Regions from separate parts of the Capra hircus genome. Here region 1 is linked to region 2. Evidence: chromatin contacts called from public Hi-C data. All regions are on one chromosome and are shown on one strand. Each heading gives the region's core, a stretch centred on a gene start, on an enhancer-like site or on the middle of the called end of the contact. The rest is flanking DNA. Distances are from core to core; before and after follow the strand shown.

Region 1 (3,427 bases), core at 797-3,296, 41 kb after region 2:
ATCACTGATTCAGTTCAGTTCAGTTCAGTCGCTCAGTCGTGTCTGACTCTGTGATCCCATGAATTGCAGCACGCTAGGCCTCCCTGTCCATCACCAACTCCTGGAGTTCACTCAAACCCATGTCCATCGAGTCGGTGATGCCATCCAGCCTTCTCATCCTCTGTCGTTCCCTTTTCCTCCTGCCTCCAATCCCTCAGCATCAGTCTTTTCCAATGAGTCAACTCTTCACATGAGGTGGCCAAAGTAGTGGAGTTTCAGCTTTAGCATCCAATGAACACCCAGGGCTGATCTCCTTTAGAATGGACTGGTTGGATCTCCTTGCAGTCCAAGGGACTCTCAAGAGTCTTCTCCAACACCACAGTTCAAAAGCATCAATTCTTCGGCGCTCAGCTTTCTTCACAGTCCAACTCTCACATCCACACATGACTACTGGAAAAACCATAGCCTTGACTAGACGGACCTTAGTCGGCAAAGTAATGTCTCTGCTTTTTAATATGCTACTAGGTTGGTCATAACTTTAGGATATGCAAATCATAGCTTTAGGATATGCAAATCAAAACCACGATGAGACACTGCCTCACACCCATTAGGATGCTTATTATCCAGAAAACAGAAAGTAACAAGTGTTGGCAAGAAGGGAGAGAAATTGGAATCCTTGGGCACTCTGGGTGGGAATATAAACTGGTGCAGCTGCTGTGGAAAAAGTATGCAGTCTTCAAAAAATTAAAAACATAATTATCATACGACCCAGAAATTCCACTTCTGGGTATATAGCCAAAAGAATTGAAAGCAGGGACTTGAAGAGGTATTTGTAAACTCATATTCACAGCAGCACTATTCACAATAGCTGAGAAGTGGAAACAACCCAAGCGGCCATCAACAGATGAATGCATAAACAAAGTGTGGTTGGTCAATACATACAATGGAATATTATTCTCACTTAAAAATGAAGGAAATTCTGACACACGCCACAATGTGGATGAACTTTGAGTATAGTATGCGAAGTAAAAGAAGCCAGACACAGAAGGACAATTACAGCACGATCCCACTCCAAGGAGGTTTCTAGAATTCATACAGACAGAGGTTGCCAGGGGTTGCAGGGAGGGAGGGATGGGGAAGAGTTGTGGAAGATAAGAAAAACAAGACCCATGGCTGTTTCATATCAATGTATGGCAAAACCCACTACAATATTGTAAAGTAATTAGCCTCCAACTAAAATAAATAAATTTTTAAAAATAATAATAAAATTTAAAAAAAAAGAAAAGAAAAACAAGAGAGGCGAGATGGTGTTGTCTTAGGCTGGGCTTTCCTAGCAGCAGGGGTGAGACAAGGACTTGAATGCAAGTAGTGTTCCTGGGAGGTAGCCTCAGGGAGCAGGAGAAAGCATCTGGGCAGGGAAGGAATTCCCCTGGGCATATGAGAGCAGATCATCCTGGGGGTTCAGCCCTGGTGGGGACCTCCAGGAGATGGTGGTGTTGTCCCACTGAGGGGATGAGGGAACCAGACCACTTATTCACCAGCTCCCACCTTTGCTGCTTGGGGTGGTGCCCCAGAGGTAGGCTGGCACATCCATGTGGGGCACTATTTCAGCGTCTGCTCCAGGGACCCATGAGGGCATCAGAGGGAAGAGACATTCCAGTGGAGACAGGAGCAGAGAGTGCGGTGGGGCGGCGACAGGATGCGAAGGAGGGTCCTTGGGCCATGGGAAGGGCTTTGGTGTGCGCTCTGGGGAGATGTTCTATCAGCTGCCGTGTGGAGAACAGACTGGCAGACAGGAGCTGAAGCAGAGACCCCAGGTAGGAGGGTCCAGGGGAGATAAGAGGCACGCTTGGTCCAGTGGATATGGAGCAAAGCGATCAGATTCCAGGTTATTTTTGAAAACACTCTCAGCCACACCTTGGGCAGATTTTGAGGCTTTCTTCTTCCTTTCCTTATCTAAACACAGTCCAGTCCAGCCCCGGATCTGGTGTGGGGTGGGGAGCATGGTCTGCCCTTCCATCGCGCACAGTGCGGCTGGCTGGTGGGGCAGGAAACAGAGGCTCTAGTAGGGGTGTCCATATGCGCGTGTGACTCTGCTGGACTCTGGCTAGCCTCCCTGGCCAATGGATGGTTGAGGACCTCCACAGACGACAGCAGTGTCTCCCTTTGGCCCCAGTCAGGGAAGAGAGCCCCCTGATTGGCTGATATCCTTCTGGGCAGGCCCCAGCTCCTGTCTGTCCTAGCCACCTTGCTCTCGGACATCAAGTCCAGGAACAGCTAAGATTCCCTTCAAAGGTCTCCAGGGGCCGCCTGGGTGAGTGGTTCAGTTTCTTCTTTCCAGGGATGCCCGCCCTGGGCTGAGTCCCATCGGCAGGGATCACACCTGCTGTCACCATCCCCAGGCAGGAAGCCATCCTGCCTCCAAGTTTCCAGGGGTGCGGGATCTCAGGGGATGTGTGCTCTGCTCTCCCAAGAAAGCCCACCTCTCCTCTGGTTTCCAGGATGCTCCTGCAGGGCCCCAAGTCTTCTCCCAAACACACCCTCTGTCCTGTAGGCTCCCCTAATTCCTGGGAGTTACTACCCTACTTGGCTGGTCCTGGAGGTGGAAGGGAATACCCCACACATTCTACAGGACGCTTTGCAGCTCCCACCCACCAGTCTTCCAGGGTGGACAGAGAGTGGACAGGCTGCAGGGGCTGGCAGAGGCTGAGTTGGGGCTATGGTGTCTGCTGAGCCCTGCTTGGGACTGTTCGGTGCCCTCTTGTTGGGGCTCTACTCCACTAGGAATGTCTCCGTCCCACTCATGCCCGTGGTGCCACTCTGGGGGCATTCTGCCTGTTGTATGTGGCTGTGCTGACCCTGTGTGGGTTTGGGTCACTGACTGTGGGTCTGAGTGTCACAGTGGAGGAGGCCTGGAGGGTGGAACTCAGCTGTGGGGGTGAGGCTTCTCGCTCAGCAGCCTCCCACCTGCCATGGCCGGGCGACACGCGTGTGCGTTTCTGTGTGTCCCTGTGTCCATGTGTGTGTGCATCCACAAGTGTGCCTGCCTACTTGTGTCTGCGACTGTGTCTGTGAGTGTGGCGCATACCTATGAATGCAGGTGCCCATGCGTCTGCACATATGCACGTGTGTGTTTACCTCTGTGTATGTGTGTGTGTCTGTTTGTGTGCATGTCTGAGTGTGTACGTGCTGGGGGGCTCTGCTGAGTCAGTGCTTGTGTTGGGCAGGCAGCACTCCCTGCCAGGCTGTGGCCTCCCCACAGTTGCATAAACACTGGTCCCAGCTCCCTCTTCAAGCAGGGTGGTCCAGCCGGTGTCCCTGCGGCCGGTGGGAAGGGATGGGTGGGTGGCAAAGGGCTTGCCTTTGGGTCAGCCTGGTCTCCTCCATATCTCAGGTGCCAGGTCATGTGCCCCATTTGGCTGGAATGTGGTCTAGGGTCTCTCTATGC
Region 2 (3,329 bases), core at 485-2,984:
TCCCTCTGATCCCTGGGGAGCCACAGGGTGACCACAGCCTCCCAGATGTGGCCCATCTGGAATCTGCTGCCCACCCAGCCGGTTCAAACCGGCCCTGTGGCTGCAGCCTGGGTTCCACGTTTGTCTCTCCTTACCTCCCCCAGGGACAATGCAGCCCGCATATCCCTCCCTCTCTTCTCTTCTGCCCTCCTCCTCCTCCCCCTGTCTGGCCCCACCCCTTCACAGCCACCTTCCTGTCCTGCCCCTCCTCTCCTTACCACCCCACTATGTGTCTTGATGCACCTCCTCTGACATATTGAGTCCCCGTCCCGGTGCCTCTTGGCCCCCTATGTCTCCCTCTGCCTCTCTATTTCTGTCTCCATGTCTCTCCCAGCCTCTCCCTGCTCCTCTCTTTCCCAGATTCTCTGTCATTTCTCTCCATGGGAGGGGCCATAACCCAGGGTCTACCCCTGAGGTGTGTGGGTCAAGTTCTTTGCCCACCTCTGGGGGTCCAAGTCCATCCAGCTTGCCTGCCCCCTCCACTCCATCTCCTCCCAGCACCTCCCTTCCTCCAAGAGCCGAGGAGCGTGACGTCACATGGAAGTGGCAGAGCCATGGGGCAAGTGGGTCCGAGTTGGTCTCAGATGGTTGCATCGAAGCACAGATGTACCTTGGGGCCTGCTGCCAGTAGGCACCTCCTTGTCCTCCTCAGACTCAGGGTCGAGCTTCCCAGATGCCTTCTCTTTTTTGGGCTTCCCTGATGTGGACGCAGATGCCCATCCTTTGTCTGATTCCATTATGTCGGCTGGAGAAATCAGGGCAGTTATGGCTGTCAACAGTGCTATGCAGGAGACCCAGGGTCCCCTCCTGCCCCGGAGACTCCCCCTCCACACAGTGAGGGTTGTCCCCTGCCCTGCTGACACCCAGCCTGACGACAGGTAGAGATGTGCTTTACAAACAGCAAAGTGCTTGCCAGGTACAGAAGAAATCAGGAGGCATGCAGACTGTCAACAAGGGGCTCAAAGAGGAGCGAACGCCATTCAGGTGTGGGATCAACTAGCGGTTTGAGCAGTAAATGCGGGCAGAAGTGTCTGATTCAGCAGTTGTAGCCAAAGCCCACCAGGGGGCGTATGGCAAAAGCAGACCGTGGTGGTTATGTCAGCAGAGAGGTTAGAGAGCAAAAATGAAGTCTGGCCAGAGCACCCCTGTAGGTCTAGAAGTTGGTGGTATGAAAGACAGGAGCAAGAGTGTGCAGTTGTCAGGAGAGGGCCAATGAGCCCACCTACCCCATCCCCTGCCCTGGGATGCCTGAATAAGGGGTTCCCAGCTTCCACAAGGGACCCTGGAGCCTCTCCATCTCAGATGGAACCCGGCCTTTCCCTCTCTTAGAAGTCTGAGGTCTCTCTTCCTCGCTGAAAAGTCTTCCTCATGTGACCTTCACTGCAGCCTCCTGGCCCTCCCATGTTGGGTTTTGTGACAACAATGGGATGCTAATTGCAGACACCCTGGGCTGAAACAGAATGGCTGTGCCCATTTTCCCACCTGAACCTGAGGGCATTAGTAGGGTGGGGGTAGCAAGATGTGATGGAGTGAGAAGGGAAGGCCTCCATGGTTGAACAGAGACAGCAGAGGGAGATGCCTCCAGGCTTCCACAACCAGAAAGAGGGCTGGGTTCAGACCCTCCCAGCCCCTGCTGTGACTGGGGCGGGGGACCAGGGAGCCACTTGTGGGGCCAGTGTGGGCAGGGCTCTGACAGCAGAGACCATGTGAGTCCCTGTGAGTGGGAGCAGGGGCTGTGGGCTCCAGGGGATGTCACTGTGCGCTTGCGTCTGGGGTGTACATCACCACCCTCTCCCAGGGGTCTGAGGGCCAGCGCAGGGAGGCCAGTGCCCACCACTCAGGTGGGGTCTGGATCTCTTCCAGGTCGAGGGGATTAATCAAATAGAAGTCAGAGGCTGCGCTGGTTGCTCATCAAGCCCCATTTCCGCTTCCAGGAAATGGACTCAAGGAAGAGACCAGCTTGAGACTGGGGTGGGAGCTGTGAGGTCAGGTGACTGCCCCTCCCAGCTTGACCGTGGCCAGGGTTCCCTGGAGATGCTGTGTTGGTAGGAGGGAGCGTTCTTATCCCTTCAGGAGCCTTCTACTGGGCAATGACCATGACCGACATGGATACCCATCCGTATTCCTCTATTCTCCTTCCCTTCCAGCCCCATTCTGAGCCTGGACACCCTGCCTTGCCCTGTGCCCAGGGGCCTCTTTCAAAGACGTATTCACGCTTCTGGATGGCACTGGGTACTGCTTCCTCCTCTAGGAGGCAGTCCCGGCCCACTCTGGTGCTCCTGCTCCTGGCGGGCCTCACCACATCTACGCATCAGAGATGACTCGGACTGAAGCTGCCTTCATGCCCTCCTATCCCAGCCCTGGGAGGGGAGGCTCAGGGCATCTCTGAACCTGCTAACTTTCAACTCACCTGACTCACCCCACTTTTGGTCCTCACTGTGGCCTGGCCCCCTTTACCTGGGCCCGCCCTCCCTTGGTGCCACCTGCCTTTGCCTCCTGGGCTCCCACCTTCTTCTGGCCCCTCTGTGTCTCCTGCCCTTGCCCCCCTAGACCCTCCTTCGGCCCCGCCCCCACCTGGCCTCTGCAGGACTTCTTTGAGCCGCTTCTCACATTGGGCCTGGGCGCGGTGCAGCAGGAAGATCTGCTCCTCTTTGGTCATGACGTCATCTGCATCCACCTACCGAGCAGAAGGTCAGATTGCAGGCAATACTTCCCCACCGAGTGCTGGACGCCACAACTATCCCAGCCTCTTTGAGGGATGCCCCCCAACACACACACACACACACACACACACACACACACGAATGTGGGAAATCCACCTGATGTAGCTCCATTTTACAGACAGGCAGCCTTGGCTTCGAGGGGAACGGCCTGACCTGCCTGACCTACCAGAGGGAAAAAAGGGGAAGGAAGGGGGGCTGTCCCTGACTTGGCCGATAGTAACCCCACAGAAAGCAGCTTCTGATAGTCGCTGTCCAGTCTGTTCCCCAAGGGGGCGTGGGAAAGGGATGGAATGTCCTAGGATGGATGCTCACCGGAACCCTGGGTAGGGAGGGGGTGGGTAAGGGTGGCGAACTCTGGGGAAACAAATGGGGGGCCTGGATTCCTGCAAGTCCTAGTGCCCCTGGGAGTCACCGATTTCCATCCTGGCCCTCTCCCCAGTCAGTGCTTTCCCCGTGAATGGGTGAATGGCATGAATGGCGAGTGCCTCGGCCCCTCCCACCCTTGAGGTCCCAGGAGGGAGGGGATGGAGAAACTGCTGGCAAGTGGTCTGGGTTGGGCGGGGCACT

What was found. Hi-C and Micro-C count contacts between places; a contact is called where the count stands out from the background.
Region 1: a Hi-C map of blood shows a contact between it and region 2, with 5 times the contacts expected there. The contact joins two enhancer-like sites. A contact is called at or near these places in 3 of 5 Hi-C or Micro-C datasets (all in blood).

The regions. Positions count from the first base shown.
Region 1 is chr22:52,677,250-52,680,676 of ARS1.2, forward strand. No RefSeq gene overlaps it. Among named protein-coding and RNA genes, the nearest start is that of MYL3, 9.4 kb to the left of the region's middle. Within about 2 kb of position 2,047, at least 1 of the 5 cell types and tissues checked has an H3K27ac peak or open chromatin away from gene starts, as enhancers often do.
Region 2 is chr22:52,636,982-52,640,310 of ARS1.2, forward strand. PTH1R (parathyroid hormone/parathyroid hormone-related peptide receptor) reads right to left here. Exons shown (of 16, transcript XM_018066733.1): 4 at 2,614-2,716; 5 at 650-784. Among named protein-coding and RNA genes, the nearest start is that of PTH1R, 17 kb to the right of the region's middle. Within about 2 kb of position 1,735, at least 1 of the 5 cell types and tissues checked has an H3K27ac peak or open chromatin away from gene starts, as enhancers often do.